Linked DNA regions of Gossypium hirsutum: region 2 is linked to region 1. Evidence: chromatin contacts called from public Hi-C data. All regions are on one chromosome and are shown on one strand. Each heading gives the region's core, a stretch centred on a gene start, on an enhancer-like site or on the middle of the called end of the contact. The rest is flanking DNA. Distances are from core to core; before and after follow the strand shown. Region 1 holds the start of LOC107963641 (NADH dehydrogenase (ubiquinone) complex I, assembly factor 6). Region 2 holds the start of LOC107963648 (putative disease resistance protein RGA3).

Region 1 (5,337 bases), core at 2,296-4,795:
ACAATCAGGGCAATTAGAAAAATGTTGTCCCAAACTAAGATGGTAGGAGATTGCAGATTGTGTTGTGAACTGTATTTATTTCTTAATTTCTGCACTATATTGTACCAAAGGAATATGAAATTTAAGTGTGTGAAATTTAGTTGGTATTATTCATTAACTGGCAGGTACAAATCCAAAAGTAGTGAGTAGGTCCTTGTCTCCTTTGGATTAAGTGGGTTTATTGCAAGTTTAGACCTATTATTTTGTAGTACTAGTTAATCCTTTTAGTATGAAAATTTCAAGTTTAGCCCAACCAAAATTTCCTTGCTTTGTCCTTGTTAATCTGATCCTAACTCATTTGTAAAATTGTCAAAGTAACAAATAATTTTTTAGGGTATCAATATTTTTTTATATATTTTGATAAATTAAAAAAAATTCATACACATCACGAAAATTATAAAATTTAAATAGAAAAAATCAGAATTTTCATCATCTCAACATGACCTTTTAAACTAAAACCGTATTTTATTTTTATATCAACTTTTTTGTAAATTTATTATATAAACTTTTCACTCAATTTGTGAGTGTATCATAATTACACGTAATTTAATTATATTTAGAAAAATGCATTTAATGCACAACCAAGTACAATGCATTAAATATAAATAAATGATTTGGTTTAAATCACTTTTCCCACAAAACTGTCAATTATGGTTGAAATGAAACTATACATAACAATTTAAACCAATCAAAATTAAGTGTATATATATATTTGATTAATATAAAATAAATTGATGAATTTATTCATTTAAATATGAAAATAAAATTAAGTTTAAGTATATATTTGATCTATAATTAAATTTTTATATATATAATTATTTAAAATCTAAATTGATATATTAAAATGCACGTTGAATGAAAATTAATATAAAATTTTATATCGCATTTGTCGTTAGTTTAGTATATATCCTTAAAATTATTTCATAAGTTAATAGTAAATGCATAAGTACATCGTAATAAATTATTGATAATTTATAGAAATCTGAGTGATAAGGTACTTATTGATAATTTAATCTAAACAGCAATGAAGTTGACAAGGTTTTTTAATATCACCATTTGCCATGCTAGAATCATGAATATAAGTTTCTAAAATATTAAGAAGTATTATTATGTCTAAATACGGATTATAGTTATGATTTGATATTCAGCCGGTTATGGATAGGATTCAGTCCTAAAGGCACTTTTATTTTGCGAGAACGAGTGTGCTTAGGAATCGTTTCTCTTGGAGAATTATGGATAGGATCCGATCCTGACGGCATTTCTATCTTGCGAGAACGAGTGTGAATAAGAAACCTTTCTTTTGAAGGATCATGGATAGAATCCAGTCACGGCACATCTAACTTGCGAGAACAAGTGTGCATAGGAATCCTTTCTCTCGAAGGATTACGGATTGGATTCACTCTTGATGGCACTTCTATCTTACAAGAATAAGTGTGAATAGGAACTATTTTTTCAACGGATTATGGATAGTATCCAGTCCTGACGACACTTCTATCTTGTGAGAATGAGTGTGAATAGGAACCATTTCTTTTTCCAGATTATAGGTAAGATCCGATCCCAACGACACTTCTATCTTGCGAGAACAAGCATGAATAGGAACCGTTTCTCTCAAAAAGATTATGGATAGGATAAAATCCCGATGGCACTTCTATCTTACGAGAATGAGTATAAATAAGAACCATTTCTTTCGACAGATTATGCTATATGCTTGTTTGACAGTGTTGCTGGTGGGAATAAGATGGATCGTCTAGGGGTGAACTTTTTTAGGACTACGGACATGATAGTGACGAATTTACTTTGACATGCTCGTCGGCTTCCCCGTTGTCGATGTACGAGCTGTGCTAGTAGACAGTTCTTACCACGAGGTAGATTCAAGCTTCTTAACGTTTCAGTTAGCAGCCAGGGGAGCCTATAGAGAAGGGATTAGAAAGGCAAGGCCTAGGATTAATACATTTGGCGGAGATGTTTGCGAGTTCGGTGTTGGATAAATGCAGGTGGTGGATTCGATCGTTCTGTTGGCAGAGATGTTCCAGTATGTCGGCACTCTCTGAGAAAGGACGAAAGGTCGAGCATCCTACACCATGCAATTGTCCAAGTTCCGATGCTGCCTCTCAACGTATCCAAAACGAGCTTGCTTCAAAAGAGCAAGAAGTTGCTGCTTGATTTTTGTTCATAGCTTAAAAGTAATATGAACGAGGTTTAATGGTTAAGGCTAACCATTTACAATTTATTCATTTAAAATTTAAGATTTATATTTCGAATCTTATCAACATAAGTAACTTAATAAAGTATTCATACAATAAATGATCTCGATTAAAAATTTGACCTAACCATAAACAATCCTACCTCCAAACAAATTATAGACTGAATATAAAAATCATAGCTCCCTCTTTCATATAATAACCATGTCTGTGGTCAATTAGATATCGAATTGTATCTCAAAACATAAACTTTAATGTTCTTACCTCACTTTATTTCACAATATCTCAACACAATCAAATTCATGTTCGGAAAAAATGTAAAGTAATGAAAATAAAATTTAATGTATAAGACACTTTTCTTAAAAGATTTATTATGCTTCGACTATACAACACAATCTTAAAACACCCAAATCAAAATTGTAAAGATAGCTTAGTTTAAAAAGAGGAATTAAACCATTTGACTTACAAACCTTATTGAACTACGGTTGACCGAGAAACAGTTGAACTAGTAGTAAAAAAATTAAGGGTAATCTACAAAAATAGTCACTTTTGTTTGCCTCAGGTTACATTTTAGTCACTTATGTTTGAAATGTTACGTTTTAGTCACTTATGTTATTATTTTGTTACGAAGTGATCACTCTACTGTTAAGTTCTGTTATCTCTCTAACGGTAATCCTACGTGGCAGTCCAAATAGATTTTAAGTGCCAACTTGGATTTCTAAATAGGATAAAAATAGATTTTTAATTAAAAATTTTAATTAATTAAAATTTTAAACCTAAACCTTAACTAAAAAAATTGTCCATATTCTCTTTTTAATTTTTCTTCCATCTCAACTATTTTGATCTTAATAATAGCTTTTCTAGTCAAATGAAAAAAAAAACCCATAGAAAATAAAGAAGAGATAGAAGAAAACTTAAAAAGAGGAGATGAACAGTTTTTTTAGTTAAGGTTTAGGTTTGAAAATTTTAATTAATTAAGTTTTTTTAATTAAGAATTTATTTTAATCCCATTTAGAAATCTAAGTTGGCACCTAAAATCTAGTTGTACTGCCACCTACGATTACCATTAGAGAGATAAATAACGGAACTTAACGGTAGAGTGATCACTTTGTAACAAAATAATAACATAAGTGACTCAAACGTAACATTTTAAACATAAGTGACTAAAATGTAATCTGAGGCAAACAAAAGTGACTATTTTTGTAGATTACCTAAAAATTAATTGAATTAATTTTTTGTTTTTGGCAAAAACCGAAAAAAAAAAGCCCAAGCCTATTTCCTATTCCAATAGGCTCAAATCCAAAAAAGTCAAAAGCCAAACCCAAAAATGTAAAAAAAATTAAAAAAAAAAGGAAAAGAAGAAAACGACCTTTGAAAGTCTATGCCGTATTTGTTGCTTTCGCGTGGCTTCCACACGGCCAATTGCTTGCTTGCTCGCTCGCTGCACTCATCCTTTGCCTTTGCTATTTTCCATTTTTAAAAAGCTGTTTATCACTCTCGGTACGTTACCCTTTTCCTTTCTTTAACGTCTTGTTCTAGGATCATATTATGAAAGCGTGTAGTTTTGATTTTAATAATGCATTCAACATGCTCGATGAAATACCTCTGTGAATTATTAGCTTTCAATGAATTTACTCTGTATATGATGATCGTCCATGAACTAAAATTTATTGGCTGGAGTGTGTTTAAAATTCAGAAACCCCATTTTTCCTATTGGTTCTTTTTTCATCTCATGTGTTAGTAGATGCTGGTAAGTGTATTTATTAGAACCTTCTCAAAATTTGTATGCCGAGATCTTGTTTCTCTGTTTGTTGTTGGGTTTGCTTTATCTGTTGAAAATATTCATTGGCAATGTAGTAATTGCATTGCAGGAGGAGTCACATTGGGGCTTGATGAAGGGTGCATCTAGTAGCTTAAGGGCAGCTTTCTCCCACTGTGTACAGCAAGTGCGGAGCTATGATTATCATCACTACCTATGCCTCCTTGAGCTTCCTGCTAATATGCGAAAGGCTGCATTTGCACTCCGTGCTTTCAATGTCGAAACTGCTAGAGCTATGGATGTTGCTTCTGATCCCAAGATTGGTCTCATGCGCCTTCTTTGGTGGCAAGAAGCCATTGACAAAATTTATGCTAATAAACTGATCGAGCACCCGACAGCCCAGGCACTCTCATCAGTTATATCCGAAAGTAAAATCAGCAAGGCTTGGTTAAAACGGGTAGTTGATGCTCGGATAAATGATGCAAATAGAGACGTTATTGACCTACCGGAGAGTATCGAGGAGTTAGAGAAATATGCAGAAGATACTGCATCAACTCTTCTATACATGACTCTTCAAGCTGGTGGTATCAAGTCTACTGCAGTTGACCATGCAGCATCGCATGTCGGTAAGGCAAGTGGCCTCCTTTTGCTACTTAAGTCGCTGCCATACCATGCTAGCCGCAACCGTCACTTTTCTTACATACCAGCTAAATTGGCAGCCAAGCATGGGCTGCTAGTTAAGGAAGGAGGTCGCTCAGAGATCCGCCTGGACTCTCGGGAGGGCTTATGTGACGCGGTTTTTGAAATGGCATCAGTAGCCAATGCCCATTTGGTGAAAGCCCGTGAATTAGCTAACTCTGTGCCGGTTGAAGCACGAAAAGCACTTCTACCGGCTGTGCCTGCCCAAGTTCTATTGGATTCCCTCAGCAAAGTGCAGTTTGATGTATTTGATTCAAGGTTAGCAAGAGGGGTTCTAGGCAGACCTCCATTGTGGTTCCAATTGAAACTAAAGTGGTATTCATGGCGAGGGATATACTAAATAACATATCGTTACAATTTCTGCTGACCGGAAAACTTTTTGCAGTCGGCTAAACGAACCAGAAACAAGAGCTTTGTTGTATTTGCTCTTTCATAATAAGGGGATTGAGTGTCCTTATGAAACGTGTTTCTTAACCATTGAACTATGATCATTGTGGCCAACAGCTTTGTGATCCTTTCTAATTTATTATGGCTTTATTTTGAGACAATCAACAATTTCCTGTCCGGGCAACCTCGTTTGACTCTTGTTGATGACATTTCAACAAATCAAATTATGGTTTTGGTCCTTCTGAAATGTTT
Region 2 (5,222 bases), core at 2,333-4,832, 260 kb before region 1:
TTTCTTTCTTTATTCTTTCTTTCTGCTATTTTATTGCTTCTAATTTAAGGACGGATTTTCATGTTTTAACCTTTTGTTAAAACCAGTACTGCTTATGTTCCATGAATTTTCCAGTATCCACTCATGAAATTTCTGGATTCTCTTTGGATATGAAGGGAGATGCTGATAGGGCTGGAGTCAGAGTGAATTGTTCTCCTTTTCAACATTGAAGAGCTATAATATAAAAGACAGCTTTGGTTCACAAATGCAGTCTTCGATCGGGGGATTATCTGATGTCTGTCTGAGCTGATTTTTGGACAATGGCTAATAGGCTCGAGGATTTAGATTGTGCAAGGTTGGATTTTTCTTACGGATTTTGTAGTTTTAGGTTTTTCATTTTCAATGTTAATCATACTTGGGTGATATCCTCCACTTTTCTTGTTAGTTTGCTTAATATTATTGGCTGATAGTTTTGTTGGAGTTTTATGCTTTTTATTGTGGTTTTGTATTGTGATCTTGTAACAAACTTTAGAGTATAGTGAAGGTTTTTAGTGAACTTTCAAGTCTTATGGTTTTTACCCTTTGCTTTAAGGGGTTTTTCACGTCCAAAATCACATGTTTTGTTTAATTGGTTCGATTATTGTGTTTTATTTTGTGTTGATTGGTTATATATTGTGCAATTAAGGTAGCTATAAATATTAATTGATATAAAAAATCAGTATTAAGTTTTTATGCCAAATAGTTTTAAAGTTGTAAATGCTCCTAAAAATTAACTCACGAGATCCTGATTAGAGGTGCTCTGCTTAACATTTGGATTGAACTATGTTATTAATATAATTTATATTTATCTCGGCTCACTTAATCAATTATTTATTTCTTGGGTCAACGAATTTTACTACAAAATCTTGCAGTGATTATAACTCATAATTTATTAATTTAAATAATTAATTCATAGTTTAAATTTGTTCCAACTCGTAATTTGATCACATTCAGTAATTATTAAAACATGTATTTATATTTTAAAAATAATTATTATATGATAATACATATATATCATTTTCTTTATAAATTGGTTTATATATCTATGGATATAATTTATATTTCCAAAAGGTTACAAAAACCCATTTATAATGTCTGACCAAATCTTTTAGCAATGTTTCTTTTTATTTTAGTTTTTAAGATTAAACTTTTTAAAGCTCTTTTTTCAAAGTTATTTTACATTACTTTAACAATCGTGAAACTTTTAATACTTAATTTACATTTTAGTCCCTAAATTATATATATATATTTTTTATCCTTAAAGTATTTTTCTCACTTCAGTCTTTAATGTTATTAAAGTTTCCAATTTATTTTTTTGGACATTAAGAGTTAAGGGTTGAGATATTTTGCCAATCATATGTTTTCATGTGTCACATGATGATTGATATCATCATTCAAAAAATTTTTAAAATATCATATTTATTATTTAAATGATTATTTAATTAAAATAATACTTTTTCATTATTTAAATAATTTGAAAAAAAAATTATCCAAATTTATCACGTAAAAAATCTACCAAATATAAATTCTGATTGATTAAATTATAAAACAATTACGGTAAGTGATATCCTTCCAAGAGACAATGATTTCCTGTTCAAGTTTTAGTAAATGTAATTTATAAAATTCTAAAAATTTAATATTTTTAGTATTTTTAAAATAATAAAATTTAGTATTTTTATATTTTATATATTTTTTTTATAAATTTTAAATTTTTAAGGTTTTTTTTTAAATGATGGTGTCACAATGATGTCATGGTATGACATGTGACAAGATATGATTGGTTGGCTAGTTTCTTTTTAATGTCTAAAGGATTGAACAGAAAATGTTTGATATCATTAGAGACTAAATTGTAAATTTATTAAGAAACACTTCTTTGCATGTATCGATGATGTAAGGAATTTTATATTAACAGTTAACATAATATTTAAAGATGTAGAGTGACATTTTATGTGAAATTGGTTAAATTCAATAATTAATATTTTGGAGGACATCAAAATCTAATTTCATTTTTTCATTCAAACTAAGCTGAAATGAGTTAAATTGTATCGTTAATTTATAAGTGACATTAAAAGTGAAATTGCAACATTTAATCATGGTCCTCTTCACTTTGTCCCATTGGTCTGATATTAATTTTTGGGTGTAATAGTTTATTTGGTTTTTTAATTTTATAAAAAAGTAATTTTAATTATTTATTTAAATTATTAAAATTATTAAAGAGTATAAAAATTATAAAAAAATATTTTTGATTTTTAAAGAATTAATTAATTGTAAACGTGGCATGTACATGTGAATGTCATGTAAGCAAAGTTAACTAATGTTAATTTTTCCATCCATTTTGGGGTGATTTGACAAACAATACAAGTTTTAGAGCTAAAACATGTAAAAATTAAGTGAAAGGCTAAGATGACTCTTTTTTTTTTTTTATAAAGTTAGAGGACCAGATAAGTCATTATGCCCTTAAGATAGAAAATTGAGATAATGAAAAAAATGAACAGATTTAAAAATAAATATTATTTTACTTGAAATATTTGAGATAATGAAAAACGAATAAAATCAAGAAATTATAAACCCTTAAGATAGAAAATTGAGAGAAGAAAATTTTGAGAGAAAATTGAAATATTATGATAGAAAATTAAGAGAAAAATAGTTTGAAATTGAGAGAAAAGATGGATGGATAAAATTGAATGAAAAAAAAATTATACGTGTAGGGTCTGGGGGCCGCTTGATTTTTTTTTTCAATTTTTAGCCATTGGTCCCATGGTTAGAAAATCAATTAAAATTTTCTAATTATTGGGGATCCATTAATGGTTCATATTTAATTTTTTTATTTTTTAAAATAAAAATTTTGTGCAAAGTAAATTTCGAACAACATCTTATGCTTATAAGGTAGCTACATATTAGAAGAACGACTTATTTCCTTAAATTAAAAAAAAAGTAGCCTAATCTCTTAATTTTTCTTTCGAAATGGCATATGCACCTAATTTTCTCAATATTGATTAGATTAAAATATGTGATAAGTTTTTGTACTCTTTGTAAATTTAGAATTTAATCCCTATATTTTTATTTTTAGGAATTTAGTCTCTTTATATTTCAGGTTTTAAAATTTATGTCCAACATTTAATATTTTTAAAATTATTTCATTAAATTTAGGTTCATTGCAACGTAATTTTCATACTTACATGGCAACCAACTAATCATTTTATTTTATTTTAACATGTCACACAAACAAATTTAAAAAATATATATAACATTGTAAAAAATTAATTTAAATTTTAAAAAAATTAAAAAATTAAAAGACTAATTCCTAAAAATAAAAATATAAGAATTAAATTCTAAATTTATAAATAGTATATAAATTTATGGCATATTTTAATTTCATAAATAGTGTATTAAGTTATAAACTTCTTTTAATAATGATATTTAATTATTATAATTATATATAAACTTCAAATATAGATTATAAAATGAATGTAAATAATATGTTTTATCAATTTAATTAAGATCAAAATTTACAGTTATGGGGATCAAATGAAAGATGAGCCAAGCAGACCCTCTAGCTGTTGGTGCAAGATGTCTCACATTCCAGAAATCTGTCTTTATTTCCAAGTTTCTTTCATCGGCTTGAAGCTTTCTAGGGGAGGTAACTACATTTTAATTGATTTTTACAGTTCAATTCACATTTTATAGACATTTAGATTCTCTGTAGCGGCCTTGGATTATATAGTGGCAGCATAATTTTTATATATTGCTTGGAATAGGAGCCATATTTGATTAAAAAATAAAAAAGGATCCGATGCCAAAATAATTGAACTAGTCATAAAATAATGCACGCTGTTTTTGCCTACCCCACTTGCCTACCTGCTTTTTCATATATTTCATAAAAAAAAGACGCAATTCAATTGACCTTTACCAAAAGCAACTCATCTTCGTTTCATTAGTCCATTTGATTTCCAAGACTTAGTATCATCCTTTACACATGATATAATCGTTGTTTAATTTCCAGACTTACAAATTTGTTCTTATCTTCTTTGTTTTGTGTGGGATTTTCTTTCAAACCTTCCAGATTGCAGAAGCAAAGATGGCAGAAGCTCTTTTGGGTGCTGTCCTTGAAGAACTGGTGTCTAAACTGATTTCAATTGCTGCTGAACAAACCAGCCTTGCATGGGGTTTCCAGAAGGAGCTGAAAAGATTGCGTGACTCACTAGAAATGATCGAAGATTTCTTGCAAGATGCAATGGAAAGTCAAACAAAGGAGAAAGCAGTGAAACGTTGGTTGACGAGGCTCAAAGATGTTGCTTACGAGGCCAATGATGTGCTTGATGAGTTTGCTTATGAAATTCTCCGAAGGAAAGTGGAGCTTCGGAACCAAATTTGGAGGAAGGTACTCGACTTCCCTTCTTCTAACAATTCCATTTTATTTCGTCTCAAGATGGCTAATAAAATTAAGGACATCCTTAAATCACTGGATGACCTTAACAACTTGGCCGATCAATTTGGTCTTCAACAGAGAGCTATAGATCGTATAACTCCAGTTCCTGCATATGGAGGACCAAAGGTGGAGACAATCTCCTATCCCGATGACTCAAACATTGTCGGAAGGAAACATGATGTTTCAAAAGTAGTTGACCTGTTAGTCAATCCCAAAGATGAACAGATTGTGTCTGTTGTGCCAATAGTAGGCATGGCAGGTCTTGGCAAAACTACTTTAGCAAAGCTGGTGTATGATGATTTGAATGTGAAAAGGCATTTTGATGTCAAATTCTGGGTGTGTGTTTCTGATCATTTTGATGTCAAGAGGATTTTAAAAGAGATGTTAGAGCATTTTACTGACGATCAGATCTCAATTCCTCAAAATATGAGTGCAATGATTAAGAAACTCAAGGAGAAGATTGAACGAGCCAAAGGAGAAAAGGATCAGATCAGGTATCTTCTTGTACTTGATGATGTGTGGGATGTTGCGAAATGGAAGGAACTGAAGGATTGTCTGATTGGAGTTAATCAAAATGAGGGCAATAGAGTTATTGTTACAACGCGCAGCGAAGTAGTAGCATCAGCAATGCAAGCACTTCCGAATCGAAGGCATCAACCAGGAAGATTAAAAGATGAAGAATGTTGGTCCATAATTAAAGAACGTGCATCGAGAGGCTGTCTAGTGTCTCACGAATTAGAGTTAATTGGAATGGAAAATGCTAAACTGTGTCAAG

What was found. Hi-C and Micro-C count contacts between places; a contact is called where the count stands out from the background.
Region 2: a Hi-C map of leaf shows a contact between it and region 1, with 1.7 times the contacts expected there. The contact joins the promoter of LOC107963648 here to the promoter of LOC107963641 in region 1. A contact is called at or near these places in 2 of 34 Hi-C or Micro-C datasets (callus and leaf).

What each region holds. Positions count from the first base shown.
Region 1 is chrA03:2,100,104-2,105,440 of Gossypium_hirsutum_v2.1, reverse strand. LOC107963641 (NADH dehydrogenase (ubiquinone) complex I, assembly factor 6) reads left to right here and starts at 3,545. Exons shown (of 2, transcript XM_016900065.2): 1 at 3,545-3,740; 2 at 4,098-5,246. The coding sequence starts at 4,133. The coding sequence ends at 5,038. LOC107963642 (21 kDa protein) reads left to right here. Exons shown (of 1, transcript XM_016900068.2): 1 at 1-149.
Region 2 is chrA03:2,356,255-2,361,476 of Gossypium_hirsutum_v2.1, reverse strand. LOC107963648 (putative disease resistance protein RGA3) reads left to right here and starts at 3,582. Exons shown (of 4, transcript XM_041105472.1): 1 at 3,582-3,658; 2 at 4,082-5,222. The coding sequence starts at 4,097. LOC107963647 (putative disease resistance protein RGA3) reads left to right here. Exons shown (of 4, transcript XM_016900074.2): 4 at 156-607.